Linked DNA regions of Mus musculus: all the other regions are linked to region 1. Evidence: chromatin contacts called from public promoter capture Hi-C and targeted proximity ligation data. All regions are on one chromosome and are shown on one strand. The core of a region is the stretch at or near the end of the contact, and the rest is flanking DNA. Distances in the headings are between cores, read along the strand shown.

Evidence for each region. Promoter capture Hi-C pulls out the DNA fragments that hold promoters and counts their contacts.
Region 2: a promoter capture Hi-C map of hippocampal neurons shows a contact between it and region 1, with 3 times the contacts expected there. A contact is called at or near these places in 2 of 39 promoter capture datasets (hippocampal neurons and liver).
Region 3: a promoter capture Hi-C map of liver shows a contact between it and region 1, with 6 times the contacts expected there. A contact is called at or near these places in 3 of 39 promoter capture datasets (the 3T3-L1 cell line, cranial neural crest and liver).
Region 4: a contact with region 1 is called in a promoter capture Hi-C map of hippocampal neurons, with 2.6 times the contacts expected there. A contact is called at or near these places in 2 of 39 promoter capture datasets (the 3T3-L1 cell line and hippocampal neurons).
Region 5: a targeted proximity ligation map of astrocytes shows a contact between it and region 1, with 5 times the contacts expected there. A contact is called at or near these places in 2 of 39 promoter capture datasets (the 3T3-L1 cell line and hippocampal neurons), 1 of 484 Hi-C or Micro-C datasets (CD8 T cells) and 2 of 130 datasets of targeted methods (acute myeloid leukemia and astrocytes).
Region 6: a contact with region 1 is called in a promoter capture Hi-C map of hippocampal neurons, with 6 times the contacts expected there. A contact is called at or near these places in 3 of 39 promoter capture datasets (hippocampal neurons, maxillary cranial neural crest and pre-B cells).
Region 7: a targeted proximity ligation map of astrocytes shows a contact between it and region 1, with 2.3 times the contacts expected there. A contact is called at or near these places in 2 of 39 promoter capture datasets (the C10 cell line and pre-B cells), 1 of 484 Hi-C or Micro-C datasets (CD8 T cells) and 1 of 130 datasets of targeted methods (astrocytes).

The regions. Positions count from the first base shown.
Region 1 is chr19:38,221,697-38,225,977 of GRCm38.p6, reverse strand. It overlaps Fra10ac1 (FRA10AC1 homolog (human)), which reads left to right and starts at 1,826. Exons shown (of 14, transcript NM_001081075.2): 1 at 1,826-2,016; 2 at 4,065-4,141. The coding sequence starts at 4,065.
Region 2 is chr19:40,992,153-40,996,433 of GRCm38.p6, reverse strand. Blnk (B cell linker) reads left to right here and starts at 2,213. Exons shown (of 17, transcript NM_008528.5): 1 at 2,213-2,422. The coding sequence starts at 2,376.
Region 3 is chr19:40,829,158-40,833,438 of GRCm38.p6, reverse strand. Ccnj (cyclin J) reads right to left here and starts at 2,160. Exons shown (of 6, transcript NM_172839.4): 1 at 1,997-2,160; 2 at 1,351-1,460. The coding sequence starts at 1,419. It overlaps Cc2d2b (coiled-coil and C2 domain containing 2B), which reads right to left. Exons shown (of 35, transcript NM_001376940.1): 35 at 3,661-4,281.
Region 4 is chr19:40,657,619-40,661,899 of GRCm38.p6, reverse strand. It overlaps Entpd1 (ectonucleoside triphosphate diphosphohydrolase 1), which reads right to left and starts at 2,130. Exons shown (of 10, transcript NM_009848.4): 1 at 2,000-2,130. The coding sequence starts at 2,015.
Region 5 is chr19:40,586,104-40,590,384 of GRCm38.p6, reverse strand. Aldh18a1 (aldehyde dehydrogenase 18 family, member A1) reads left to right here and starts at 1,922. Exons shown (of 19, transcript NM_019698.2): 1 at 1,922-2,075; 2 at 4,193-4,258. It overlaps Gm27042 (a long non-coding RNA gene), which reads right to left and starts at 1,853. Exons shown (of 4, transcript XR_386705.4): 1 at 1,766-1,853; 2 at 478-530.
Region 6 is chr19:40,511,259-40,515,539 of GRCm38.p6, reverse strand. It overlaps Sorbs1 (sorbin and SH3 domain containing 1), which reads left to right and starts at 1,804. Exons shown (of 29, transcript NM_178362.1): 1 at 1,804-2,169.
Region 7 is chr19:36,081,428-36,085,708 of GRCm38.p6, reverse strand. It overlaps Rpp30 (ribonuclease P/MRP 30 subunit), which reads right to left and starts at 1,993. Exons shown (of 11, transcript NM_019428.3): 1 at 1,891-1,993; 2 at 588-643. The coding sequence starts at 1,972.

The sequences.
Region 1 (4,281 bases), core at 577-3,076:
TGGTTAGCAAGCTTGGTAGCAGGCAGGCATGATGCTGGACCAGTAGCTGGGAGCACACATCCTGATCCACAAGTTATAGGATAGGGGTACGGATACATATATATAACTGGATACACACACACACACACACACACACACACACACACACACGTCATATCTATCTGTCTGTCTGTCTGTCTATCCATCCATCCATTCACTGGGCCTCTGGGCTTTGAGTTTCAATAAATGAGGAGCAAGCAGTCAAGCATCTGAATCTATGGGGCCCATTCTCCTTCAAACCCCCATAGCTGGCAAAGCTGTGGAGAGGCTTGCTGCTCTTTCCCAGGGCCAGGGTTCGGCTCCCAGTACCCACACCACTCTGTCACGCTTGTTCCAGGGCTTACCACACCGTCTTCTGTCCTCCATGTGTAATGTGACATGGAGAAGCAGGCACACACATATGACACAGAAGCAACATCTTTAAAAAATTTAAATGCAGGGCCTACAACAGCAGCACAGGGTTGTTGGAAAACTAAAAAGAAGTTAATAGATAAAAGATGTTTTTTAAAAAGGAACAAAAATGCTAATGCATGTCAAATATTGGTATACAAGAGTTTCATTTAGGCTACAGGAGTTCTTATTAGTGATAAAAGGACAAAGTATTTGGTTTTTAGATATCTATAAAAATTGACTGCTTGACAAATTAACTCAATACTTTAATAATATTAAATTATGAGGTTTCCTATTTACATTTTTAAAGGAAACATTTTTATTGTAGTATAATTCAAATGCACCTTGAAATGCATAAATTTATAATTTTGTAATTAACAAGATTGCAATCGCTGCTCTATGTAAATCAGGGTGTATCTATGATTTGCTGCCAGGAATAAAAAAAGTCTTGAACTGATTGACAGGGATATTGTTATCTACTGGTTAGGATAAAAGATTTAAAATGAACGTGTATTAAGATTCAGAGTTCTTCCTTAACATGGACCCGCTGTAAAAGTGAGAAGCATGCCAGTTCTGTTCAGCAAATGTTTTAGTAGCTCCTGTGATTTCAAAGGCACAGTGTTGGCTGCGGAGTGCGAGATGAATAACTGCTGGTATTGAAGAGAAGCAAGATCTGTACCCAGTGGAAAGAGGAATGGGACGTCACGGTGTAGGGCAAACACAATGCAGGAACAACCCAGTGGAGCTTAAAATAATTTAATTCTGGCTGCCTGAGGTGTTTTTTTTTTTTTTTTTTTTCCTTAAATTTTATATTGGATGCCCTTTCTGCGTGTGCTAGGTTGCTTATTGGCGTAGAATCTGCGACCCTGTGAAATCTTTTTCATTCCCCATTTCTTCTTTTCCTTGCCAACTCGATCTCTTCAGCCGCCAGCACTGCCTTTGGAACAGTATCTATTGTGTGGGTGGCGGAACGCGGGGAAGCTATTTCTGTTCTAATTATGAGCACTGTTTTCGTAGGGGAAAAAGAGGGGGTGATAAGGCAGATCTGAGGCTGAGCTGCTGGCTGGGCGAGGATGCTCGGTGGAGGCGTTACTAAGGTTACTAGAGAGAGGACCGCAGGTGACAGGCGGGGTTTTTCTCTATAGCAATATACATTTTCCAATGAAGGACGTGGGCTGGGCAGTGCCACATTGTACTACATATTGGATTCCCTAGAGGAAAAAGGAGATGGCCCAAAGGAAAAATGAGGGACCAAAGCAGGGAGCCTCTGCTTCCTCTTCCGGGCCTTTTCTTCCGCCGTCTTTGTTTACCCCCGAGCCATTCTGGCTGCAGCACAGAGTCGGCGCGCCGGAGAACGGTGTCTTATCGATGTGACACGCCTCTGAGCCGGGCCGGAAGCGGTTCCCAGCCGGTACCCGTAGGGCCAGGCGTGCAGCGTGCGGTGACAGTGGCGCGGGCGGCGGCGCTGCGTGGCTCTGGAGGACCGGCGCGGACCTGCAGCGGCTCGCTGAGGCCGTGGCTCGTCGCTGCAGCTGTCAGGACTCTTGGGGGCGAACTTGCCAGACAGAGAAGAGCGGAAGGGAAGGGGTGTGTAAGGAGGGCCGTGGGCGTGTTTGATCTCAGAGAGGACTTTGAAACTGGTTCTTAGTAGTTGAGTCTCATTTTTATTTTGACAGATTCGGGAGGCAGCAGATGCCCTATTCTCGAGATTTTCTTAATTCCAGTCAGTTGATAGCATGATTTGAGTGAGAGCTTTTTAGTGAAGCTACTGGGTTAAGATAGCTCAAGGGATGGATGAAGCTGCCCGAGATAAAAAGAAATGTGGCGTCGGAGCAGAGAAGAGGTGTCTGGAATGAGGGGTCAAGATGATCTACTAGTTCCAGGTTCTACTAGTTTCAGGTCTTCCTGTACTAGGTACCGTCCCCAAACTATGTAAGCTTGAGGTTTGGGCTTCTTTACATAACCTCTATGTTAACCTTTACATAAGTGGGGAAGTAGGAGACGCGTCTGTGCCAGCCAGACCTTAGATTCTGCAACTGCTCCAGGCTCCACACTGCGGTTTTCCACCATCAATATATGAAGCACGTGAGGATGGATTAGAGGGTAGTAGAATTTGAACAGCCTTGATGAGATCTGCTAAAAGGTGTGACGTCTAGGTGTATAAGGCAATGATAGCTGTCGGTCAGGAAGAACTGTGGCTTGCAAACCTATGTCTCCAAAGCTTGGCTGTTGCCTTCTCTTTAGCATTTGGTGGGATAAGGAAGAGAGGTATATACTCACACGCCCAAGTTTGAAAATGGAGTTGCAGAGACTCACAGAATTTAATGATTTGACATAGCTACCTTATTTAACAGAATGACAAACAGAAGGTAGTCAAGAACGCAGACACTGGCTATCCTAGCTGTACTTGCCAACACAGATGCTAAAGTTAATGTCTCTTTACCTGGACTGGGTCCTTTCAGCAATAAAGATTGCAACCCACCTTTACCCCTATTAATGTGTGTTACGAATTCTGTACACTTACTGACACAAATACCAAAGCTGAAAAATATTATCACTTGACCTGGACTGGCTCCTTTCAGCTGCAGGAGTTGACTATTGATGATATACAGTAGTAAAATCATCTGTACCCTTGCTCATGTGTGTTCCAAACTCTGTGTAATGCTGGAGTCAGATGCCTTTTCAGGCACAACTGACAGCTGAAGCTTTTCAGCAATTCCAAGACTATCCATCGGAAAATAATAAGACTGACTAAGCCTAGGGGTAAGGAAACTTAGCTTAAGGAGACCTCAGCTAAAACTCATGCTTAAAAATTAAGGAAAAAAAATTTAATCAGTTGATAATGTACTGTTTACAAACACTAATTCTGGCAAGTTGTGCCTAATATTCCCAAGAGATTGTTGAAACTGGGGCCTTAAGAATCAAGTAGATTAGTTTAACTACATTTTCATTCCTAAAATGCAAGTACTTATTTTTAACTTGAAAAATCATAAGCTTTATAAAAGTGCTTATCACTGTGTCTATGACAAAGTAATAATATAGTCACCCAGTGCTTAATAAGAGAGACACTTAAATACATTTCTGCAGCTCCTTCATTGTTCAAACAGCAGAGAGTATGCTTCTACAATGGTACAGCCATCAAACACCTCTACTACAGACAGCCCCCAAACTAGTATCTTTCTAGACTATGAACGTATATAGCATGTTGTTGCAATTATTACTGTAGATAAGTGTAATGGTATTTGCACAGTTAGGCATAGCTACAATGTAGAAGGTATAGTTGAAGTACTAAGCAATAATTTGTATTTTCCTCCAGTGGTCTGTCTGTGGCTGAAACATCTCTAGGGGGTGTGGGGTGTGTGGCACAAATAAAAGTGATGCACTGTTGTCCCTTGCATGGAGTCGCTTTGCAATATCCAGGCTTAGGTTTCACTGGAAGGCCAGTGACTAATGTCCTTATTCTTCTTATTTCAAAGGGATTAAAGTGTTAGGTGGCTGCGTAGACCAGAGACCATGATCTGCCCAGCATGACTTGTAAAGCTTGTGGCTGTTTAAGATCACTTAACTCTCAGTCTTGTGTTTCCTGAGTATTTGGCAGCTCGGGTCCGCACGGCTGACCTCGCACTCCTTTGCAGATGCATGGGCATGGAGGCTATGACTCTGATTTTAGTGACGATGAGCAAGGCGGAGGCTCCAGCAAAAAGAGGAAGAAGTAAGTCTGTTGATCCATAGTTCACACTGTTTCTAGACGGACATGAAGTATAACTAAATCCTGGAAAGGGTTTGGATTGACTTTGCATATGGAAACAACTGCTGTAGCAAGTGAGGGTTTATTCATTGCACTGTAATAAA
Region 2 (4,281 bases), core at 964-3,463, 2.8 Mb before region 1:
AAGACTGGGTTTTTGTTTTTCCTGTTAGAAACAGGAAAGCAAGCTGGTGTTCAGTGGTGCAGCACTTGCACGGCTTGCCCAAGGCCCCGAAGGAGGGAATAGCAGCGCTTCACTGAACATTCTTGCATGTGACCTTGGTTTATCAGCTTAGAAATGTCTCATAGACCCTATGACCTACCCTCACAAACATGTGCACCATTTAACACGAACCTCCTTCCAAAGTGATTGTGCCATATGGCTTTCTCCGTGGTATGTGTGACTCACAGTTGTTAAAAGGCATTTGTCGTGGTACTTTGGTGATTCAGTCATCTGTGTACCTGCTGTTGTAGACTGGGCCTGGCTGCTCTTCAAGGCATAAGCTGTGGAGTCACACTGTGTGGTCTCACTTCATTAACAAGTCAGCAGCTGAGATTTGGTAACCGGTTCCCAGTCGTGATCAACCCTTCTTGGCAAGCCGTGGCAGCAGGAAAGCCACTGGGTCAGGCTTGGATCATTGAACTGACCCACTCCACACACTCCACACCACACGGGGCAGAACTGCAACACACCGGCCTGGAAAAGCAGTTTCTCGTTTTCATCGTGTCGGACTTGAATACAGTAAAAAGAAGAAAGACAAGCGGCTGTAAAAAGAAAAAGCAGAAGTGGAACCCTCGACCCTCTCTCTTTCTCTGGGGAAATAAGAAGTTGCCAGACCAGGTGCTCGACAGAGTTGGTGGAGAGGAAAGTCCGCAGGTCAATTGGAAGCATTTTACAACCATCCAGAAGGAACAAAAGGCTATTATCACCCCCCTGGCCAGACTCTCCTGACCCTTGATGACATCATATATGGTTTTTATGTTCCTTTCTGCTAAGAGCTGTGGGAAGGGCGGGGCAGGGAACTAGATCTCCTTCAGGATACATTGCAAGAAAACCGTGCAGGCAGATTAGAGAAAGGCAACAGTTACGGGAAGCAAGTGTCTGCATTTCTCTCCTGATGCCCTACTCTTCTGCAAAGGGACCTCACCCTTCAACCACTCTGAGGCATCAGCTCTCGGACATCCTGAAGAATGGCAAATTCAGATATAGTGCATGAACGTGAACAGTCAAGGAACCAGGAGGACCGAAGAGCTCCTCTTTGAACAAAGAACCTGGGGGTGGGGGTGGGCAGGGGCGGGAAGAAATCCGGGTTTGCTCTCTGTCTCTTCTCCTCCCTTCTCTGGCCTGGTCCTCCTTCCCACTCTCTCCTCAGCCAGGCCCTTGAAGCTATAACAGGAGAGATAACTGAAATCCCTCCACTCTGTCTCCCTCCAACCCCCCGTGCATTCTTTAGACCCAGGTCGATGGTCCTTTGATAATGTTCAGAACGTAATCTCCTTTCACAAAGGTGACTAGGATGTGCCAGGTGAGTGGGGGTGGGGGTGTTCAGGTCCAAGGGGAAGAAAGAACACGCCCTCTCATTTTTTTGTTTTTTGTGTTTTGTTGTCTCGAGGAGTATAGCAGAACTGTCTAGATGGGGTCAGAGGCAGGTGTGGGATTTCACTGTGCTTGGGATACCCCTACACCTGACATGTCGCACTGGGTGTGATGAGAGGGGAAGACATGGAGGGGAGTTAGGAGGCATCCGCCTGATGTCATGTGTTGGGAAATCACTAGGCTTGTCCTCAGCTGACTTTTGAGTGTATCCTGTCTTTATTTGAAAATGGCAAGCTTTCAGCAAGGCAACTCCTGACTCCACACAGCATACGATAGGGTCGCCTTTCCCCACCCCTAAGTGACCTTGACCTTGCACAAAGAATTACCTATCACATTTTAAATGACCACTGCTGTGACCTCGGTGACAAGAACTGTCCATTTCATGTCTTAGTTCTTAAGAAGAAGAGGCTAACCCATGGCTTAATGCAAATGAGCAGAAAGCCCCCAAAGAGCCATCCAGATATAATTGATTATTCAGCTTTTCCTTGTACCTAAGAAGTGGCAGGGTGACTCTGGCCATCTGCTAAAAACAGGGACTACCTAAGGTTTGGGACAAACAGGAAGTAGTGCTCAGTCAGAAACTTATCCAACCTGGCAACACACCTGATCATAAAAGAGCTACTGGAAGGGATTTGCATGCCCAATAAGGTTTCACTACCGAAGTTTACACAACGCACAGTAATCAGCCAGGCTGGCTGACTCCCTGGATCACATGACCTCGTAGAAACATGAAACTTGGCGATGCGCTCCAGCGAGTTTTACTTCCCCTGTGCAGGGGTGTTTGCCAGCAGCCTGTGGGTTGCTCGCAGAAGTCAGTTCCAGTGGCTTGAGTTCTTGAGGCCAGAGCCTTACCATGCTGCTCCCCAGGAAGTCCAGGAGCTGCTGACACCCCCCTGGACAGCGACACATCCTCTCTCAAGAAAATGGACAAGCTGAATAAGATAACTGTCCCTGCCAGCCAGAAGCTGAGGTAAGAGATTCCCTTCGGAGCCTTATTCCTCTTCTTTGCCCTCTAGGGCTCCTCCAGCGCTCAGAGGCACCAAAACCTTGGGATACTTGACCAGTGCCAATCGGTTAGCAATGGCTATAGGGAAGTAGATCAGCTTTTTAAAGAAACGTGTAGGAGGAGTGAAGGAACCTGCTTTGGCTGGTTTTTGCCAGGGATGGGACAAAGAGTGAAGCTCTGGGAAGGCAAGAAGATAGAAAATTTGATGGCCCACATGCTAGCAACAGCCAGCTTTCTGAGTCTGAGGAGGGGCTCATCCATGGTGTGAAGAGCGTTTGTAGTCACTGTCGCTTACTGACTCTTGTTTGTTTTGTGGGTGTTCACCCTAAGTTTATTGGGGGAACTACGCGTCTCTCCAGTACCCTCATGACTATCTATTTTAGAATGTCAGATGGCTCACTGGATAAAGTGCTGAATGTGCAGGTCTGATGATCTAAGTTCCATGCCCACAACCCAGATAAAAAACGGAAAGAGAAGCAACTCCACAAAGCTGTCCTTGGACTCCACAGTCACTGCCAGCCTGGCACATGCATGCCCTGACACATCATGCCCACACACATTTCACACACACATACACACACACATACTGATAATAACAATAACCATTTTAAAAAACAGCTTTGGCAATTTAAAGAAATATATACTAAGAAAGAATAAGCCAGCAGTGGCCTAAGGCATACATACGTCAAGAGACCATGCAAAGATGACTTCCCAGTTTTTGAGTTTGAAGAGCATTGTCTTCTGAAGTGGGGCTGATGACTCTCAGAGGCTGGAACTTTCAAACGTTTAAGGGTGTGTTATATTCCATGTGCAGGCTAGAACTTTGGACTTTCATGAGGTCATACTTAAGGGATGGAGCACTGGAGAGTCTGAGACAAATGACAAGAAAAGACATGGAGTTGATAGAAGGACAGTCTTTCACGGTGGCACATGGGTCTTCTCACTCTGAGGGGTTTGGTAAGAGGCAGACTGAGAGGTACTAAGGGGTCCAGACCAGCGGGCAGCATCAGCTGGTCAGCCATTTTATAGAGGATACCCAGGAGAGCCACAGAGCCTTTAACATGGAAGTTAGAAGGTCCCACAGGCACCCTCCATCTTCTGCTGTGCATCTCACGGAAGGGAAGGGTAGAGCAGACATCGTAGAAATAATAAGGGGGCCACGAAGTGGAGAAGAGGATTGGAGTAGCAGAGACATCTTCATGAAGATGATGCTTCAAGAATTAAGCCTCTGAGAGGCAGCTGAGAAAACAGATGGAGAGCTGAGGGAAACAGGTTACATGCTGAGGGGGCTGTAACCTCACACGTACAGGCTGATGCGAGTGCAGTCTCAAATGTGGGCTGGTGAGAAAAGTCCTGCCTAGCAGAGGCCACAGAGTGGAACGTATGGGGTGAGAGGGCCCTGGGAAATTGGTCCTGTCTAATGGGGCCAGCTGGAAAAGAGCCACTTGGGGGCGGGGGGGGGGGGTCTAACCATACAGAGTTGGGCAGCGGCTGTGCTGTTAGGGAGTGATCAGGACGGATTGCATAGGGGAAGCTGAAGGTACAGATCCTGGGGGTGCTGGGGATATAACTATCCCCAGCATCTAGAGTTAAAGGCACAGCACTGAGAAGGGACAAGCAGGGAGAAGTCAGAGGACCTGGCAGAGAACTGACAGGGTCTCCTGTCGAGGCTGCTCTGAGCAGAGGTCCCAACGGTCCCTAACCTAAAGCCGCTCAAATGCTCAGAATGCGCTCCAGAGAACCTAGATGAGGATCGAAATAAAGAGAGCAATAGAATTTTAATCACTTTACGATCCCTCCCGGTGAGACAAAATTCCGTCTAA
Region 3 (4,281 bases), core at 911-3,410, 2.6 Mb before region 1:
TAAAACTAATTCAGTCAATTCTTTATGATTAAAACTACCTACATATGAAGTATTAGAACTAAAAGTCACAGGGATCATCATGAAAAAAAAATCTTTAAACTGTCAGCCCCACCCCCACACTCAAAGTACCATTACCATTTAAACCAAGTAACTAGTTTTGCTACACACTAGAAAGATAAAAAGACTGACACTTAGAAAAATCCAAATATACCTCCCCAAAATTCAAAGTGAATTGGGACTTTTCCCTCTAACATTCCAAAGAACCTTTCCGTAGTTGGAACATTTATGTAGAGCAATCTCATAGGGGTCTGGGATGTACTCAGAGTAAGAGACTGAATGCCAGGACTATTAAAGAACTTTTGGAAATTTCAAGCTGGGGGTGCAATTTTAACAACTTAAGCCAAGATTCCATGTCCTAATCTGCTTAATTTGGTCATATACACCAGATATAAACCTATTATCATTGAAAAATCCCTAAGGCTCAAGCTACAGGATCTTATTAAAGAGTCAGCTGTTTCGATCCTTTCCCAGTTTTCATCCAAGGTGAAACTGAGTTAAGTTGATCATTCTGGGTCTTCCCTCTGGCTGTCAGAGAAGCAGGGCTATCGCATATATCTGACTTATAACATCCATCCTATAATCATTAGTTAGAATACCCAGGCTTTGGTCCAAAAGGAGTAGGTTCCCCCCCCCCCATGACTATTAAGAACATTGTGTCTATTTTCTACACTTGACATTACCAAGGAATAGCTCCCTCCACCTTAAGGCTTTTTGTATAGCCTGGATTTGAAGGACCAAGGAACAGTAAGTTATCACATAGCTCTTACACTGTTCTAAGTTCCTGCACAGTACATACTTAACAGATTTCACAATCACCCCATAAGGACGTTCTGTCGTTGTTATTTCTCCTTTTACAGACGAGGAAACTGAGAAAGAGAAAATTAAGTTGTCCGAAGTCTCAGAGCAGGTTTGGGGAAAGGTTGGAGAACTGAGTTATGTACAGGGCTTACACCAGCTTCATGCAACAGCATGTACGAAACAAGGAGGGCTGTTCACTCACACACAGACACAGACAGACAGACAGACAGACACACACACACACACACACACCCATGGTCGACCTGGCAACATCGGAACACCATCCACCTTCCTTCTCCCAACTACCACGCCCCAGTCTTCTCCACATTTACAGGTTCTTCGGATGCAGCCCAGGGAAGGAAGAAGTTAATTAACTTTGACAAATGAGCAAACTCGCCTTCTCTGGCCTGGAAGGTAGAGAGTAAAGAACCTGACTGGCCTTTCCAGGAAGCACAAGAGCCGGGATGGGGAAAGTCGGGTCTCGGGAGTTACCTTGTACCGAAGCGCCTGGTGAATATCCGCAGCCAGCTGTCCTCGCCACCACTGCCCCTCCAGCTCCATGGAAGCCGGAGGTGCGCCCGGCCAGACGCCGCAACTTCAGTCTGGAAGACACGCCCCAGACGCGGTCACGGCCAGCAACTCCCCCCCCCCCCAGTCCCCCCGCGATCCTCCGCGCCCCCTCCTCCAGGGATGCGATCTCAGGTCACCCCGTGCGGCTGCTCCTCTTCACCTGACCCGACCCCGAGCCATCTTCCAACGCCAGCAAGGCCTGATCTACCCAGTCGTCTGCAATCGCCCGCTGCAAGAACTGCAGAAAGGTGCGAGCTCTGAAAGCTCCGGGCGGGACGGCCCACCTCGGGCTCTCCGAGTTCTGGGTTCGACCTCAGCCGCCTGCACTTAGGCGCGGGAGCCCTGACATTGTCAGAACGTCGCCGGAATGGAGAGTGACCAGCGCGCGACACCAGGTCCGCGCCGACAGCCCCGCACGCTCCACCACCCTGGGGGTCTGCGGTGCGCCCGCCGCAGCGCGGACCCGGAGCGGCAAACAAAAGGCCGGGCGGGCGGCCGTGCTCCGCGCCTCGCTTCCCCTCGCCTCGCTGCGCTCCCGCAGGCCTGCCCGGCCCACGCGGTTTCTTACCCGGAACCGCGGCCCTCAGAGCCCCAGCCCGGCCGGCGTGCACGGGGCGCCGGCAGCGTTCATGCCGCGGACCGTCGGCCGCGAAGCCCCCGCCTCAGCTAGGGCCCAGCACCCGGGCGCTCGCGCCGCCCATTGTTAAAGGACCGGCAGGCGGCTCGCCGTACAAAGCCAGCGCCGGGGCACGGGCCGCCCCGCGCTGCCAATCGGCTCTCGCGATACAGCGGGGTCGCGCCTCGCCGTCCAATCGGCGGCCGGGCCGAGCCAGGTGCTACTCCGTCTCCCGGGCCCCTGCCCGGTGCCGGGCGGTCTCGCTCTGCAGCCTCCGCGGTCTGTCGGCGCCCGAGGGCCGCTCACCTGCAGAGAATCTTTGATGGGTCCCGGGTGCTGGCAAAGAAAGATGCGATGTCTCAGCCCCGGGATTAAAACTTGGCAGCGCGGATCTGGCCCGCTGTCTCACTTCCGAGGGGCTGCTCTCCGGGATCCTCCCCCTACCCTAAGCCTTCCGAATGGGCTTTAGCTCTTACCAGTCCCTAAGGCGCTTTGGTTGTCGAGTTCTGCTCCAGTCTCCCCTCTAAACCCAGTACTCCTTTTAGCTCTTCTAACTCAGCTCTTCTTGTTGCTTTCACTTCGGCGATTCGCGCGAGTTGCGACTGGAATTGACATCTTTAGCAACCTGGCTTGTCAGATCCATAATGGATGTAATTGACCATCTGTGGTGGTCAAGGAAGAGACCCTAAACGGTGGGAACACTCCAGCGTCAATTGAGGCGATTGGCTGGGGCTGGAAATGTAACAGAAACCCCATCAGTTGTATTTGAGAGTGTCTGGAGGACCACCCCAAAAGAAGTAGATGGGTTCCCTCAATTTTCCAGAGACTGTAAAGCGACTTCCTTCAATATTTAAACATAAATCATGAGACCTCACCCCTTACTTTGAATATTTTGTTTAGAAAGAGGAAGAGTGACAAAGGGCTAGTACAGAAAAGGATGAGTGCACACTTCGGGAGCATGGCTTATCACCCTGGTATTTGCATCCATCCCGGAAGGGCTGCTGCAGACCCCTGTGTGACAGTGTTATACAATGCCTGGGGAGAGCAGGGGTTCAGGAAATGATGGGAAGAAACTGGAAGCATGCACGTGAAAATTGGCAGAACCCAGCCTAGCCCGGTGCATTTCGGGAAGAGACTACTAGTAGAGGGAAAGGACGTTATCTGGCTAAAATTTCCATGTCATTTATGGTATTTAAGTAGTACTCAGTTTCCAATTCACGACTACTAAGCAGCTTTTGGCTTCCAAATGATTTAGGGTCCAGGCCTTTCTTAAGAACCTTTTCAGAAAAGTGGGTCACAGACTATAATTGCCTATGCGATCCTGTAATAAGCAGGTTGTCCTACAGTCTACTTTGAACACGTTGTTTGCCGGGAGAGACCGGTTCAGAAATCATGTATTATTCTAGACTTAGATGGCTCTTTATAAGATGCCAGTATTCATCCTTGTTCATGCCTGTGTATGTCTCTGGTGGTCTCTCTAGAGTCTACATTCCTAAAAGGAATTTCGGTCTTACTATTTTTTTCATCCCTTTAGAGTGAGCTGGGCAGAAGGCACTTCAACTCTGTGTTCCCACAGTTTACATTCTACTGGGAAGAGAAAAGTCATAATAAATGAAAGATAAATCCATACCACACGGTAACAAGTGCTGTAAGGCAAACAAAGTGAAAGGCTAGATAGGTGGATAGGCCGACGTTTTATGATAGGGAAGCCATGCAAAGGCCTGAGGGGAAGCGACTGGCTATCTAGATGGTGGATGGGCATGCCAGCAGAGGGGACAGTAAACACGACAGGGTTCCATTTTGGAAGGAAAGTAGAGGGCAGTTTTCCACTTCAGTAAAGATAATCCAAACTTCAAAAGACACTAGCAAAGGTTTCAGAGCGAACCGGGCAAGGCACCCGCACAACAGAGAATGGAACCTCGAGTTGGGTTGCAAGAGATGAGGGTGGGAGCTGATTCTCTGGAAGGCTTTTGGGACTGCGGGCACTTCCGGCAGTCGGAAGCCACCACGCTCTGGCAGCCAAGACACTAACATCGGAGCACGCAGGGGAGAGAATTCTTCATGAAGCTCTCTGTACTCAATGCACGTGTTCATCAGACGCTGTGCGCTGAGAACTGGGGGAGGGGGATGAGCAGTACAGGGCTTGCCCAACGTACCCGAGTCCCTGGCTTCAAGCTACTGTACCACAAAAACCAAAACACTGTAAACCAAATACACAGAATGTATTTAAAAGTTAA
Region 4 (4,281 bases), core at 881-3,380, 2.4 Mb before region 1:
CTGTCATGACAGAGGCCTCTTTCCCACCACTCTGCCTGCCTGGACAAAGTGGCTATTCTTTTTAAGACTTAAAAAAAAAAAAAAAAAGGTGCACTTGAGCACTTGATATCATACATCCAAAGTTGAATCCAAAAATTAGCATTGTGGGCTAAAAAGTGTCATAGAGTGAAGGAAAATGAGCGTGATGAACACCACTTTAAAACTGGTTGAGGTGGCCAAGGCAGGTCCTGAGCTAGGCCAAAGGATGGGAGAAGGCTTAACAGGGAGAGCAATATTCAAGAAAAATCTAGGAGTAAGAGCAGTAGTCTGTATTTATTGAGCACACAGTCTACATTAGTTACAGGTATTATTCTCTCCATTTCACAGGTGAGAAAGCTGAGGCTCACAGAAAAAAAAAACAGAAAGAAAGAAAGAGAGAGAGAGAGAGAGAGAGAGATGGAGCTGAACTCAAACAGAGGTGGGCTGACTCCAGGATAAAGAAGAAAAAAAGGTGAGCTAGGCCTCCAAGATGGAGGAAAGTGCCTTGCTGCTGACTGAGCAGGAGGAAAGACCAGGTCCCTGGGGAACTGAAAGTAGCTTGGTGAGTACTAGCTGGGGGGTGGGGACACATGTTCAGAAGAGAAACCAGAAGTAGAAGAACTCTAGTTAGATGTAAGACTTTTTGACACCTAGACAGACGTTTGATTCATAGGCTCTAACCCCTCCAAGCCTCAGACCCTCTCTTTCGTAAAAGACCATACAGAATAACAATGTCTGCCTCTCTCCCAGAAGGAATGACCATTAACACCAACTGAGATTGGTGGTGTAGACTTCACGAAAAAATACAAGTTCCTGCATAGACTAGATTTCATCTCCTCCCCACGAGCTTCAGAGACCCACAAGTCTAGCATCCAGTGGTCCAAGCTTCCGTCTTCCTAAGTAGCCTTGCCTGCGTCTACAGTTGCCACTTCCTAATTACAGGATCCCAAGGTGAGTTCTGCTCTTAGTTCCAGCACTGAATCCTCCAGGAAGTGGAGGTGATAGGGACAACACTTACCTTATATGGCTGATGAGAGGGAAGCTGAGCGGCACGTATGGGGAAAGGAGCACAGGTCCCAGCACACAGTAAATAAAACCTTAGGAAGCCCACACAGCTTTGGTCTGCTCTACGTGGGAAGAAATCTGTTTGCTAGTTCTCTAGTCCCTCTGCATCCTACGTGATAGAAATCTGTGAGCCTGTGAGAAGCTGGCGGTGCGATGAAGTAGGTTCGCGACCCTACATTCCCCCTTTGTTCCTGGCTCCCAAGGACTGGCAAGCAGCTAGCTCTCGGTCCTGGCAGAAAATGCCCAAAAGAGGTAAAAGGCAGAGACTGCACACCATTTGTGCAAACCAGTCTGCCCTTGCAGTTTCGTAGGCAAAAATCTAACATGGTCAGTTCGATCTGACCTGCTCTTTTAAGAGAACTCTTCCTTTCTTCCCTCCACCCCTTTCTCCCTCTCAGGGACAAGCACACTCCCCCACACAGCTTACAGCATTTTTACAACACGCACTCTGGGGTCCTGTTGTGACAGCCTCTTGCCACATTAACTTGCCTGTCCAACTCCCAGCAGAGAAGGAGCGAGAGTCTTTGCTAATGTCCCAGCAGGAAATTCGAACAAAACAAATCTACACGCAGAACCCAACATCTGCAAGCCAGGGACCCAAACCGACACTAGATGACTCCAGACCGTAGATGAAGCAGCTGCCTCTTTAGGTACAGAGGACTGGAAAAACAGTCACTTGCCGCTTAAAAAAACCACATCTGCATACCAATTAATTATGAATATTCATCGACTTCAGCCTACTCCAGGGCACTACAACCCTGAGCTCTGTCTGTTTCCCAAAGCTTTTTCTGCCTCGCTCAGGAGACAGGGAGAGTTCATTCAGGCTCTTTGCCTTTGGTTCTTTCAAGTACTCTCTTTGGGTCTGGGCTTTTTTTTTCCCCCTGAAGGGTTTGGATCAAATCAGTTCTGGTCTTACCCTTTATATCTTCCATAAGGGGCAGCTTTTTGTTTCCTTCCTCTTCCCTCGTCTGTCTTGGGTGTTTTTTGTTTTTGCTGTCTCTGCTTGCTGTGGTGGCTTTCTGCGAGAGAGGTACTCACGGTTCAGAGATATAACAGACCCTAGGGCTTGTGGGAGGGGCTAAATTAGCCAGCCCGGTTTCGGAAGGAACCTCAAGCCCGATGTCTTTTTCATTGACTAGAAATACAGATTGGGAGAGGAGCCGGCCAGCTCATTTCCCCTAGTTACTCGAAAGCTCACCGGGTTGTAATTTCTTTTTTCTAGGCTTGACGTAGTATGTGTTCAAAACTCACTCTCTCCTTCCCCTTCCTTCCTCTTTTCCTCCGTTATAGATCTCTCACCCCCTCTGTTACAGAAAATCTACTTTTATCCCTTGAAAAAGACATTTCTACTACTACCAAAAAAAAAAAAAAAAAAAAAAAAGAAGAAAAGAAAAGAAAAGAGAAAGAAAAAAGAGGAAAAAGCTCCAAGCCTTGCAACTATAATGTTGGTAGCCTTGAGACTCAACACCTGTGAGAGGAAGAGCTGCTCTTCCTACCACATAGAGCTGACCCCTTCCCAGTCCCTGATGAGCAATCACTCCTCAGTCTCATTGGAGAAGAATGCAGGCACTGGGGGAAGCTGCAGGCAAAGCCACACAGTTGTCCGGAAAGCCTTATGGGACCACTGAGCAAATTGCTCACTGGGTACCTCTTGCCAGCTGTGAAATGACAAACGTCATCCACTTTTCTCCAGCTTTGACTTCCTACCTCCAAAGCCCTAGGTACAGGGGTAGCCACGCCCAGGCTTCCGTAAGGTGACCCAAATGCAGGTGAAGTGTGAACTTGTTTTGAAATGAAGAGGTCTGAAGTGTGGGCTGGCCCTCAGGGAGGACGGTGTAAGTCCTCAGATCCCAAAGCCACTTGGACAGCTTCTCCTTAAAAAGCTGCTTGTAATCTTAGTTGTGAGGTTTGAAAGAGACCTGCGGAGTCCCATCAACCCAAGATGACAGCAAGAAAAACGAAGCCACCTGCCCCTATTTGCATGCTACAAGGCATGGAGACGACCCCTCCTGTTTACCACCTCACTTCCAACGACAGATTCTTCCACAGTGCTCACACACAGTACTCAGTAAACCCCAAGTGAGTTCATGAATGAACAGCCAGCCACATTGCCCGACTATAGATCCAGCCTTCTGATTCCTAGTTCATGGAGGTTTTGTCGTTATTTGTTTGTTTGTTTTTCTGTATTTCCTTTATAGCAGAGAATTCGTGTCTGGAGCTAATTTTACCGTTAGACATAGTTCTTCCCCAAATCATTTATTTAGTGACCACTTAAGGTTGCTTTGAAGGAAATGTGTTCTCTGCTACACTTTCGTGTATTTGTAAAGGGGCGGGGCTCAGTTTTCAGTTTAGATGTCTGCTCCCTTGCACAATGCAGTGCCTGCCACACAGAACGTGCTCAGTGAATTCTGGATACTTTGATAAATCAGAACTATATAGCAAGACTTTCTGTATCTTACTTAATGGTGCATAACTATAGGAGTTTGCATTTAGAAGAATAATTAATCACACTAAATGAAAACTCTAATAAATGCCTTCTCTAGAACCAGTTTAAACTGCATTTCTAATCATGAATATTGGTTTGATATTGTCCTATGATAATAACATTGTTTTAAGTGACATAATGAGATATTTGCAAATATCAGCAATCTTTGTGGCTTTGTGACTGCATGTGTGCTCTATAAAAAATATGAAGTTCAGGCCTGGAGAGATGGCTCAGTGCTTGTGGAGCCTGGTAGCCTGAATCCAATCTTCAGAATCCTTGGTAGATGGAAGGAGAGGACAGACTCCCACCAGCTGTCCTGTGACCTCGATACATGCTCCCCAAATACACATACCCTTCTCCCACCCTCCCACACATAATTTGTTTTTAAAAACTGAAGGTCATCTGAATTGAATACATAGTAATAGAAGCAGCCTTTCATAACAAACTAACTCATCCTACACAAATCTCCTGACAGGAGTTAATGGTTCTGATGGTGGAGTGCTGTGTGCTGTTTAATCCTATTGCTCTGTATGCACAGCTCCTTGGTATCAGAAAAGCATTATAGTTGAGCACGTCTTATCTCCCAGTCACATGACAATAGTTTACATAAGAGGTGGCAAGGATACAAGAGCCTGTTTAAAGGTCTGAAAATTGCTTTAAATTTCAATTTTATTTCTGGACCAAAAAAGTCCATTATTATAATTGTATTGTTG
Region 5 (4,281 bases), core at 673-3,172, 2.4 Mb before region 1:
AATTCTTGCTTTTCATAGAAAGACAAGCAGGTTATGTGCCTAGAATCAGATTTTCCCTTCTCCTCACTCATCTAACGCACTCCTTTCTCTCCACTGGCAAAGTAGAATATTAGTGGCAGAGCAAATAAGTAAACTATCACTGAAAGAATAAAAAAACAGTAGAAAGTTAAGGAGTTTCGTGCTCGATTCTTTGAGACACTGTTAGATAGTGTGTCGTTGCAGAGCCCAGGCTGACCTGGAACTCACTATGTATGAAGCCCAGGCTGGCTAGGGTCTAATCCCCTGACCTCTGCCTATGAAATGCTGGAGTTGAAGGAATGACCTTCAAGGAACACCAGTTTAACACGAATGTTAACAACTCATTTTCTTTTATTTATTTATTTTTTCAGCACCGATGATCAATTCCAATTCACTTTTTGAGAAATCTGGTTTTTTTTAACTAAAGACATAATAATTATTCACTCCTCAAATACTTACAAAGTATCTCATATTCTAGGAATATGCTTTCTTGCTGTCCAGAGGTTTGCTCCCTAGGAGGGAAGACAGACAAGCAATTACAATAAGGTGATCTGTGGGTGAACTGAAGAATCAGAATCGCCTTCTAACTTAGCTCCAGTCCCTTAGTCTAGTTACACCCCTGACACACACCCACACGCACCCCCCCCCCCCCACTTTTTTTAGAAGCCCGGGTACCAGATCTAATCAGCGCCTGCTGTTTTGTTTCTCTTTAATGCCCCACCTCCCCACCCTCAACGTGCTCAAAATTTAACGCGTCCTGGCGCCAACACCCTTCCCAAAGCACAGATTTTCTCAGCTTCTTCCTAGATCTCATATGCCGACGCACATTTCATTTCAAAGAACTCCTCTTCCTGGTACTCAACCCTTAGCAAAAAGTGCTGTGAGCGCGCCTTCCTTTTTGCTCCCACGCCCCCTGTCGGCGCCTTTCGTCTGCTTTATTTCTTACAGGGCGCTTTGCAATAGGCTAACCCACTTCCCAGTTTCTACACCTCTGTGCTGATTTCCGACACAAAAACCTGATCATATCATTCCAGGGCTTTAGAAGTTTGGATTCACTGACTTGGTGACCCATAAGATTCAAAATCTTTGTATGGTGAGCTCCCAGCCAGATGTTCTCTTCTGCAAACCTATCATCCATGAGCGTGGATCTCTCCTAAGCTGAAACCTCCTTTTAGCCCTTCCCCCCACTCCCCCCCGCTCCCCGCCCCCTGCCCTTCCCCCCATACTCCTGCATCATGGACTGAGAAGTAGTGGTAAGTTCCCTTTAGTGAATTAGAAAATGAATGAATAGGCTCAGTAGCATTGTCAGGACTACAAAAGCATAAAGAACCAATTTTCAGCCACAGTTGACCTTCTCTAGACAATGGCCTCCCTGCAACGAACGGTGCTATGGGACGAGAACGTTGCCAGCCCGGAAGGAGATGATCTGTGTCCGTTATGCATTCAACTTTGGGATAATCAGTGGTTATTAATAATCAGAGATTAAACACACCGTCTTAAAATGCAGTATTCTTACCACCACCTTTGCTGAAAACACTTGGGCTGTTATTTTCGGGTAACTAGGTGCCAACTTGTTTTACCATGGTGCCAATTTTTTTCAATAGCCAGTCTTTGTTTTTGTTTTTGTTTTGAGGGAGACGGTCTTTGTTGATTCAATCTATTTCTAATGTGAGTCTGACATATAGACGATCAACTGTCAAACACGCTTTATGAAATCCATCAGCAACTAGAAGCCAGTCTTCCTTACCTTTCTGGGAAGCTGTCTGGGGAGGTTCCTTTCTGGGTGCTCGAAGCCCCGCCCCTATACTCTGCGGGCGCGGAGCCTGGGGATGGGAGGGGGCCGCCACGTGGAGCGTGGGCGCGATTCTCAGAAGCGCCTGCGCCGTTGCCGTGGCGTAGCGTGGGTCAGACCCGTCTCCCAACGTCAGCGGCGCTACGGGGCTTCAGTCTAACGCGGCTGACGCAACTCCGGAGAGCTGGACGTAGACGGAAGAAAAGGCGGAGGAGAGGGCGGTCGCCGCGAAGAGTGGTCCAGGGCTGGGGTCGGCGGCCAGCAGGTAGGTGGCTGGGCAGCACCGGGCAAGGGGTACACTCACTGAAAGGGGGAGATGCGGGGTGCAGCCGCGGGTCCGGAGGGGCGTGGACACGGGAGCCGGCGGCGGCGCGGGGCAGCCAGGTGCTCTGAGATGCTCATGCACAGCTCCCGGTGCAGGGTTTAGGAGGCCCAGGGATCTCTGGCCATCTTTTGGGTATGCTACCAGCGGAGGCTGGAGGACCCTGCAGCCTCTTCCTACCAAGTCCACAACCGGCTTCCAGGGCTCCTGTGCTGCGAGTAGTCATACACCTGGTGTGAAACCATCCACGGACGCACTCCCAGGGCCTGAGTCTGCAATTCTCTGTGGCTCGCGACCTGACATATGGAACCTGTACATAGGAGATTCTCCCTGCAGCCAGGGTTATTCCCGGAGACCCCGTGTGTGATAATTATCTCCTGGCACAGAAAGGGTGCGCTCAGATTCTTCACCCCGCACGCCATACCCCAGCCTTATTCCCCCACCCTCCGAAGCAACAACATTTATCTTTGAGTTTCTGTCTTTCTATTAAGTAGTGAACCATGAACTCAGCATGTGTTTTTCTGGGTAGTTTGTTGAGACTGAAGTTCACTTCTCTAAGTGAGATAAGAGCTCTCCGTGTGTTTGTGTCTAGTCACTTGAAAGCTGTTCTGAGTTAAAATATAAGAACTTCTCTCTCGATCACAGAGTCTCCACGTATATACCCTTTGGGCTTTTGCATCACCTGTCTGGTTTTTGCTGTCACAACAAACTGACTGGTTGAACAGTCGTTTGCAATATAAGATCTTGCCTCCCTGGGCCAGAGACAAATGGTAGACCTCATACCTCCAAGGATCTCAGACGTTCAGAGCTTTCTGTGCTTAGACAAGAGAGGGGTAAACAGTCTAGAACTATGCATGTGACCCGATCAGAATCTTTTCTGAGACAGGGTCTTATGTAGCCCAGGCTGGCCTAGAACTGGCTGTGTGCTGAGAACGACCTCGGGCTTCTGATCCTTTTTGCCTCTACTTCCCCCGAATGCTGGGATTACAGGCGTTTGCCACTAAGCACGGCTGTCCATCAGTGGCTCTTTTGACCTTTTGGTGTCAGTGAAGGAAGTAAGTGGAAAGGTTAAGAAATGTCAGTGCCTTATAAAAGACAGAAGAGGGGGGTGGACAATAGCCTTATCTGTGCACCCAGGCGCTTTCCAGCCTTGCCTTGTGTCACTCCCACGGTGATCTCAGGCCATATAAACCGTTATTATCCCTCATTTACAGATGAGGAGATTGAGTTGGCAATCTCCATGGCAAGGACAGCCAACACTTAGATCTATCCAATCTAAAGTTGTGTGGATTCCCACCCTGTGTAGCATACCCCAAAGGGGAGCTTAGAGCCCGTCTGGGGAGAGCAACAGTAACACATGAGCCAGCTACCTGGAGGATTATGTCCAATGTGAAGATGAGAGTGTCTGGGGAGGTGGTACAAAGCGGGCACAACTGGAATTATGTCACTACTGACTTTTTATAGGTATTTTGCAGAATGTGTGTAAGTAATAGTTTTGCAGCCATTTTTGAAGGGATTTATGTAAGTGTTGAACATAAGACATGGGCCCACAAAATACTTCAGTGTTATGCAGAAACGGAAGCCAGCAAAGCGGTCGGTCACTCACCAGGTTCGGTTATCCGCCTGTTGCCGTATGTTCTGTTACAGAGCATCCTGCCCATTTCTCCTCTCTCCATGTCTGTGATTTTGTGCAGAATAATTGCAGAATGGTATAGTCCGTTCCTTGCTCTTTCTTTGCTATAGAGCTAAATGCTAATGTGTTTTTGAGGCCCACTGAAAAAGCAACTTGGGGACCAGTTCCCAGTAAGGTACTTGCTGGGAAAGCATGGAGACCTGAGTTCAGATCTCTAGCACCCGTGTCAAATCTGGTTTGGGAGTTTGCCTCTGTAACCTCAGGGTTGGAGGAAGGGAACCAGCAGGTACAAGCTCACTGGCCAACCTGTCCAACAGAAACTGCAAGCTGCAGCTTCAGTGAGACACTTGATCCCCCACAATACAGTGGACGGAGATAGAGCAAGACACTTGAACTGACCTCTGACCTCTGACCTCCACATTTGCAGGTACTCCTGAGCACTAACACATACACACAAGGATTTGGACAATAGCCACCAGTCTTAGCAGAACAGGTAATATAACAAAGATTTAATAC
Region 6 (4,281 bases), core at 555-3,054, 2.3 Mb before region 1:
GTGTGTGTGTGTGTGTGTGTGTGTTCTAAACCTTGTTGCCTGGATTTGGTAGGTAGATAACTCTCAGTTTCTCTGCCTTCTATTTCCTACCTCTTTGGCTAATCTCCTAGTATCACTGTGCCTTTAGCTATGTTGTTGTTAGATGTGTAGCGGTGCATATAAAGCTCACAGCCCTGGTGCAACAGTGCACTGTTAATACAGGCACATTCATACTTGCTGCTTTATTATTTTATAGACCAGAGAGCTGTTTGTCCAGACTGTAGCATAAGGTAACAGCAGAGCCTGGGAAGTGTGTTTTACAAAGCAACAGGATGAGGTCTGGGCGAGGCAGAGCCCTGTGCTGAGGGACCCCGGGTTCTCTGGAGGCTTCTTGTTTCCTTGGTTATAGCACGAGCTCCCAGACAGCTAGAAGTCTTCAATTAAAATACACAGACAACAGAATTGAGGACAGCAGGTGCTCAGCCAGGACCTGTCACTGTTCCCTGACATCTAACAACCTTTACAGACAGGGTTCCCCTTGCCTGTGCAGTCACTAGGTCCTATTCTTACCCCACCACACAGCCTGCTAACTAGGAACACAGTTGGGCTGAAGATTCTTGCCCAAGATAGCAGAAAAGAATTAATTGTGCTCAGGTGACTATTCTGTTGTGTTGGAAAGTTGTAAGTCAACTTGACACAGGCTAAGGTCATCTGAGGGGAGGGAACCACAATTAAGAAAATGCCTCCGTAAGATGGGGCTGTAGGCAAGCCTGTAGGGCATTTTTAAAATTAGTGACTGATGGGGGAGGTTCCAACCCATTGTGGATGGGCCATCCTGAGCTCATGGTCTTGGATTCTATATGAAAACAGACTAAGCAAGCCATGGAGAGCAAGCCAGTATGCGGTATCCCTCTGTATCAGCTTCCTGACTCCTGCCCTGTTTGAGTTCCTGTCCTGACTTCCTTCAATGGGGAGCAGTGTTGTGGAAGTGTAAGCCAAATAAACTCTTTTCTCCCCAATTTGCAGAGTGGTGCAGCCAATAATCCGCTCTAGAGGCTGAGTCAGGAGGTTGGCCTGGGGTGTGAGTATGTGGGGCAGCCTCTAATCCCAGAAGGTGGGATTAAGGATCATCTTTGGCTGCACGGTGAGTTTGAGGCCGCGCTAGAATACGTGAGCCGCCTGTCCAAAAATAAATAAATAAATAAATAAATAAATAAATAAATAAATAAATAAAGACTAAAACGAGAAACTAGTAACAACGTCTTTTTCACAAGGCTGGGAAAATCAAATGAGAAAATAGGGAGCATTAGGCAACTGTCTGGTAGAATATAATCAGACTGACAGTGCCATTGGCAAGCTTTTATTCACTACATTTTATCAAGAGGAATTATGGTGCCATTTTACAGATCAGCAAAAGGGCACAGGGTTAAGTAATTTGTTTATAGCTAGGACACACTGTTATTTTACGCTTACTGTTCTTTTCAAGCTCTCTGTGGGCAAACCCTTATAGAGACCACAGGGCCAGCGTCTGGAGTCACTCGCGGGCAGCCCAGGGTAGAAAGGGTTAGCGGGTGCGCGCGCGACATCCGCGGGAACCCGCGGGCGCGCGCCCCGCTCACAGGGACGCAGGCTTGGCGGCGGGCTCTTCCTCGCCTCCCCATTGGCGCACACGCCCCTTCCTGTCACGGCCGGCCAGGCCCCGCCCCCTGGGCGCTGCCGGAGTGGACGGTTCCAGGCCATGCTAATGAGGGGCTGGTCGCCGCCGCCCATTGGCCGGCCCCAGTGTCGGTGAAGTCAGCTCGGAGTAGCAGAAAAACAGAGCGGGGCTGACTGTAGCGTGGAGCGCGAGCCGGGCTGGACGCGCGCAAGCCCTTGCCGGGGACCCGCGAGGTAAGCGGGCGGCGGCTGCGCTCTCCGGCGGCAGCTCCCGGGCGGGCGCAGCGGGCCCCCGGAGCGGTGCCTTTGTTCAGCGCGCGGAGGAGGTGCTTTTAAAGGGCCAGCTGTTGGAAGGACCTGGGGGCCCCCCTTCTCCCAGAGCATCCCCGGGTGGCCGCGGGGGACCTTCGCCGAGCCGTGTCTCCCGGCTGCTCTGTGTCCCCTCTCCCCGTCCCTTCAAGAAAAGTTGCTAGGACGCGGGGAGGTTTGGGGATTCCAGGTTTCTTTATGCCTTTTCGTTTTTGGTAGGTGAAGGTAAGTGCGATCATGGCCTCTGCTTAGGAGGGAATGTCCGCCCGCTTCAGCCTGGCTGCAGTGTGGGTGGATGGAGACGGGAGAGCCCTGGTGGGTTTGCGCTGGAAAGTGAAACTACTGAGGGTCTTTTCTGCAGTGGCCAAAGGAAGAAGGGCGCAAGTGTCAGGATGGAGGCATCTCAGGTGTATTCATTCATCAGCACACCCTTCCACTCCATCACCTAAGCCGAGGGCGGCGGGAGGGGGGCAAGCACTACGCTGCTGGCCCAGACCAGCCTGCATCCGAGCGTGTTGGTGGGTGTGTGTCTGGGTATACGGTGCTTCCGCTCACCGCCCAGGCCCCTTCATGCTTCCCTGGATGACTGGATGACAGCATCTTGCAGGGCAGCCCATCACCAAAGGGACCTAAAGCTACTCCTTTCTCTTATTTCCCAGGCTGTCCCTCCCGGGGTTTCCACGGTCTTTTCCCTGATAAGCGGTGGTGACATTCGAGATAGGAGGGAAAGGAGGCTTTAAAGTCATTATGCTTCTTTGAAGGGCGACGTGCTGTCGATTTCTGTATCCTGGAACCTCTGCGTGTCATACTATGCCTTTGAAATTCATCAGTGCTTTTTCCGGGCGGACAGAATTTATTATGCATTGCTACATAGAAGCAGAAGATCCCTCTGAGCCGGCTCATTCCATCCTGTCCGAGGGTTTTCCCAGCATGTTCTGGACGAGCCTTTGGATTTTTGTTTGAATCGCTGAGCTCTGGGTTGCCCCTGTTGTCACACGGCCGACCTACTGAAATTGCTAAAATTGATTTCAGTCAGTAGGCGGGATGTTCATCTAGAGACACCATAGAACCTGCCAGGCATGTTAGGCCGCTGACTGATCCCCCCCCCCCCCCCCCGCCCATCTTCCAGTCCCCAACACTGGTGTGTCCTTTTTCTTCCTTGGAGAAGGCCAGGGACAGCTTGTCTGACCACATGCTTTTTTTGATTTTTTAAAATACCTCTCTTTACATTTAAGTGTGTGTTTTGGCTGGAAAGATATCGAGGTGGTGATTGAAGGGTGGATTAAAAGTGGGGTGGACAGCAGCAGGGGACAGCCGTGCCAATGACAGAAAACACACATTGGGAGATTTTATAGCTTCAGCCTTCAGTGAGTGAGTGAGTGAGTGAGATGTCTACAGGGTGAGGTGTGTTGGCTGTGAGGGGGAGGGGTGGAGGAGGAAGATACTGCCAACAGTTTTTTGCCCCACCCTCCTGCTGCCGCCTTAAATAACTCCTGGCCAGCCCAGCCCTGAGGTCTTTTTGAGCCTGAGGGGAGAAAGGTGGTCTGTTAGCCCACCTCTGCCTGGGGCACCTTTGATGCAGATTAGGAAGGGTTAGTAGTTCTTAGGGTAGGGGGTCAAAGATGGTATATTCCTTAGCCTAAGGACTCGTGGTAACAGTCTGGTGACTTCCCTGCAGGCAATTAGTACCTGAATGAAGTGCTGGTCGACCTCTGTAGGACAACCCCCTTTTGTTGGCTCTACCTCCTTTTTTTTTTTTTTTTTTTTTTTTTTGCTAAAGCAAGTTGAATTTCTGTAAACTTTTTGAAGAGATTGGGAATATTGGGATGGGGTTGTAAATATGGCAAAGAAGAAAAGAAAATTGCTTCTTCCTGGCAGAACAAAGACCCGTTCAGCTCTTCTGTTTCTTCTTCAAAATAGAGTTGGATGCAGATTGCTGGGTGTGGAGAGATAGGGTCCAGGGAAGAGAGCCTCGCCTGTGGCACTGGTAGTGTCCTTGTCTTCGAAACTCCACTCTCCCTGGACCCTTCTCTGGAGGTGGATGTGGAAGGCACTCACTGGTAATTTAGGATTTAACTAGCCTTCAAGGAGGAATAGATGATCAAAAAAAAAAAAAAATTGATGTAAGCTTGTACCAGAAGCAGGCTGGCTTTGGCTCTGATCAGCACTCTCTGGGCCTTGAGCTTGTGGCTTATGCTGTGTTCCTGTTGGTAAAATAAGAGGCTTTAGAGTGGTGACGTTCTAGGGTTCCCAAAAGCACCATTTAGTTTAAAATCACAAGTACATTTTGTGACGGCGATTTTAGATTCTTTGCTGTTTGCTAGTCAGATGTTAAAT
Region 7 (4,281 bases), core at 744-3,243, 2.1 Mb after region 1:
CACAGGGTTTTTAAGAAATATAGTTGAGGGTTGAGGATACAGCTCAGTTGGTACATGCCTTCTAAAATCCCTAAGGCCTTCCCTATGAGCCTGTAATCTCAGCACTGGGAAGGCAGAGGCAGGAGGCCATCATCCTTGGCCAGAGTGAGACATATAAGACCTTGCCGCAAAAGAGAAACATGCTTAGGATGAAGGATCCTTGAATGACCACAGAAACACATCTCTGTCTATTTCTATGATGGTGTTTCCACCCTGAACGGGAGCTGTGCTACTTCACGGGTTGGGAGCCTGAGCGAATTAACTAAAGAAGGAGGTGAGCGAAGCCCCAACATTTGTCTCTTTCTGCTTCATGACTGAGGAGAAGCTGTGACCAGCCACTTCACGCTCCTACTGCCATGATGGACTATACCGTCAGAGGATAAGCAAAATAAACTCCTCCTTCCTTAAGTTGCTTTGCAGGTATGTGGTCATAGCAACAAGAACAGTTAACTAGTACACTTGTCTCTAGATCCATATTCCCAACACAGACACAAGGATTTATAAACACTTGTATTTAGCAACCAGTTACATGAGAAATTCTACTTTACCCGTTTCTTTTCCTTAAAGTCAACAATGTGATTGATGGCAACAACTGAGTATCCCACTGAAAAGAAAAATAGATCATTTAAAAAATATACTTTCTTGTTCACAATGATCATATTGATAAGAGATTCAAGAGTCTGGCATGACAATAGGGATGTAGCTAAGTGTCAGGATGCTTGCTAGGCATACACAGAGTCCTGGATTCAATTCCGAGACCTGGAAAATAAGGGGGTGGGGTAGGAGGCAGATCCTGAGCCCTACTGTTTATTGTGACTTAAGGTGAAGTTTCAGGTTCTTCACCTGTCCCATGATGTTAACAGCAGACAGGACTTTCAAGTGTCATGAAAATGAAGTGAAACAGCACCAGTATTTTAGAAGAGTGCACATATTTAGCTGCCACATTTAGAAGCCAGGCACATATTTAGGCTGTGGTTCATATTAACACAATGCTAAAGACTCAAGTTTTATGTCTTTCTGTCACCTTTGTTATCATTTCTTTCTTCTGCGATCCCCCTCACATTTGCTCCCTTTCCTACGGAGCAATGGAGTGATGACTCCCTCACATCTCTTTTGAGGTACTCTACAATAACAGACGAGGGACACTACAGGCTTGTCTTACCATCACAACAGACAAGTGCCCTGTCCCCAATACATTTAAATCACGACTCTTGTCTTTAAGTTGCCTAAAATACTGACAGGATAATAGTGTATTAATATTAAAAGAATAATGCATGGTAATGATAAAATAGCGGCCCTTCGTCTTCCCAGTCAGCCCAATAACGCCCTACTTTCCTTCCTCTCGAAGGGATTTGAGAATCTATTATTTGGCAGGCCCTATGCCAGGTGAGAGCTCACATGATCAACGTTCATCCTTAAGGCACTTGAGATGCTCGAGAGAAATAAGGTAACGCCCTTCCCATTCTCTAAGCTCCCACAGCAGTTCCTGCCCGAGACCCAGCTTTCTGTATTTGACAGATGCCGTGTGACTCAAAAGGGGCTGATACCAAAAGCACTGGCTGAGGGGACCAGTCCCTGTTCCTATCATTCATCAGCTCGCAGGCTCCATGCCAATGCCTCGACCCCTTAGGCCTCCGTTCTCTCCCTCTGCACGAATGACTGGGCAAACACAAACAACAACAGCTTTGTCAAGAGCCCGAGTTTCTCACCCAGGGGATCCGGGTGATACTGCAGCTATTCTCTGCCTTTAGGGACGTCAGGCAGATCACACGAGAGACCGGAATGGGGCCTGAAAAAACTACCAAACAAAGCTGGATGGTGTGGGGGACAGAGCCAAGCCAGTAGACTCACGGTGAGCAGCAGTCTCCACGAGTCCGCGCAGAGCCTTCAGGTCTGAGCCCGCTCTTAAATCCAAATCTGCGAACGCCGCCATGCTGACATCCCAGGAGCACCCGCGCGCCAGTCTGCGCAGCCGCCGTGTTGTCCCTCAGGCATGCTGGGAGTTTTAGGTTGTTCCTTGAGCTTTCTGGGATTTGTAGTTTTTCTTTCTCAGTCGTCTTGGGTCGTCTTGCAGAGACTTTCCTATTCCCTAGAATCCAGCCAAAGTTAGTGTGTTGGGACCTATAGCCTTACTTATTCATAATTTGAATGGGAATGTTTTGGTACTCTCTGATGGGGCTCAAATCTCCCATGCTCCTACCATACAGCAATGCAAAGTGACTCATTTTAAAGGCACCCATAGAGCATACCGATGTCAAGCAGACATTTCTAAGGTCTTGAAGCCTGTTTAAAGCTCTGGGGAGCCGGGCGTGGTGATACACGCCTTTAATCCCAGACCCGGGAAGGCAGAGAGAACTCTGAGTTTGAGGCCAACCTTCTTTATACCGAGAGTACCAGGCCAGTCTGAAATACAGAGTCTCAAAAGTAGTTAAACTAACAAATAAATGAAGATACATGGGAAGTTATTTTTCTTTCCTATTTCCACAGTACATTCCATTCTTTGAAAGTGGCCTTTTTGAAGTATTTGGTCTGTGGCTAAGATTATCTAAACTCTTTGGGCTAAGACAATCCGTTACAGACTACAACCACAAGATGGCAGAGTGCTCTCAAAGCTGATGGTTTAGCGCCAACACATCCTTTAGCCAGAGGACTGACTGGGAGGGGCAAAAATGAAAACATGTCTTACAATGTTTTTCATGAGAAACATACACATATCATTTGATGTTTCTACTTTTAAATGACCCTTTTAAAAATGAACTCTTTAATATTGACAGATCAATTATTCAACAACATAGAACACGATTTTTAATCTACTTGATGTAGAGGGCCAGTCCTTTACCCCTCTCCATTCAGTCTTTAGTTGCCTAGCATGCGAACCCTTCTGCGCATTACTAATAAGCAGCTCCAGCCTCGTGCAACTCAATAGGACTTCTGAACTGCTGGTCTCTCAAATAAGAAAAGTCCACTTCTCATGAGCTTGTCCGTTGGGATTATACCAAAGTGATGGAAATGTTTAGAAGCATTTTCAATTTCTGTACTAATCACAAAGAATATGGAGTCTTCTCCATCTGACCACACTACTGTAATGATCACTAATTTCCTACAAATTTCTGAAAGATGATGATGATGGCGGTGGTGGTGGTGGAGAGGAGGAGGAAGAGAAGGAGGAGAAAGAGGTGGAGGAGGCAGTAGCAGAGGTGGTATTATTAGTAGCCCAGGGTGGACTTAAATCCACAATCATCTTGCCTCAGTATCCTTGGTTTTGGGATTACAGCTGAGCACTGCCACACCTATGTTTGGTTAATTTTCATAAATGATTGTTTCCAATACTTGATATTTTCCAAGAACAAAACAACAACAAAATAATGTCTGCAACCAGACCAAGGCCGTACAAAACAAACCCCTTGCTTTCATCAGAATGTCTAGTTCTAACTTTTATAGTAGTAGAGAGATGTCTTCATACAGGATCACAAAATCTAGATTGGTCAGTCGAGTAGCCATTGTGTAGTGGACCTAAATAAGAATTTTAGTTATTTGATATTAAGGTTAGACTACAGAGGGCATAATTCTTTAAGAGTCATGGTGATGTTACTGTGGTCTTCACCTTTTAGATTCCCTTTGTTCTGAGTGTTAGCATTTCTTCTAGGCTCCTCCTAACAGTTACCTAGCAACAGCCAGGTACAAGCCTGGCTTGCTATAAAAGGGCTCACTAAGGCACCCCCTCCCACTGCACCATGATGCTGCATTTCAGAACAAATCACTGAGCTTAGGTGAAGAGGAAAGGAAGGATTAGAAATGAAATGAAATGAAGAGATAAAAACCACTGAGCACTGCACTGCGGCAGAGCATCTGCCAAGTACTTATGTGTGCATCTTGTTAATTTTCAAAGCAAATAAGTATTTTTTTTAAACCAACATCTACCTTTTTGACATTTGAGCTAGTGAATGCTTCAGCAGTATAATGGTGGATTGAAGCATTTTGGCTCAGGAGCTGCCTAGTGTGTTGTCTCCTGAGAAAAGCCAGTAGGGAGGACAGTTGTGGATGGTATGAGGAGAGAAGAGGAAAAGAAAAAAGGGAGGTTAAGGAAGGAGAGAGGAAGCAGGGAACGGGAAGGAAGGGGAAGGAGGCAGGACTGGGCAGAGAGAAAAGGATGGGAAAGAAAAAAGTTCAAATGTTGGCCTGAATGGGTGGCAGAGGCCTCAAGGATGCAACACTTGAAGAAGACCTTAGAAATTGCTGAAC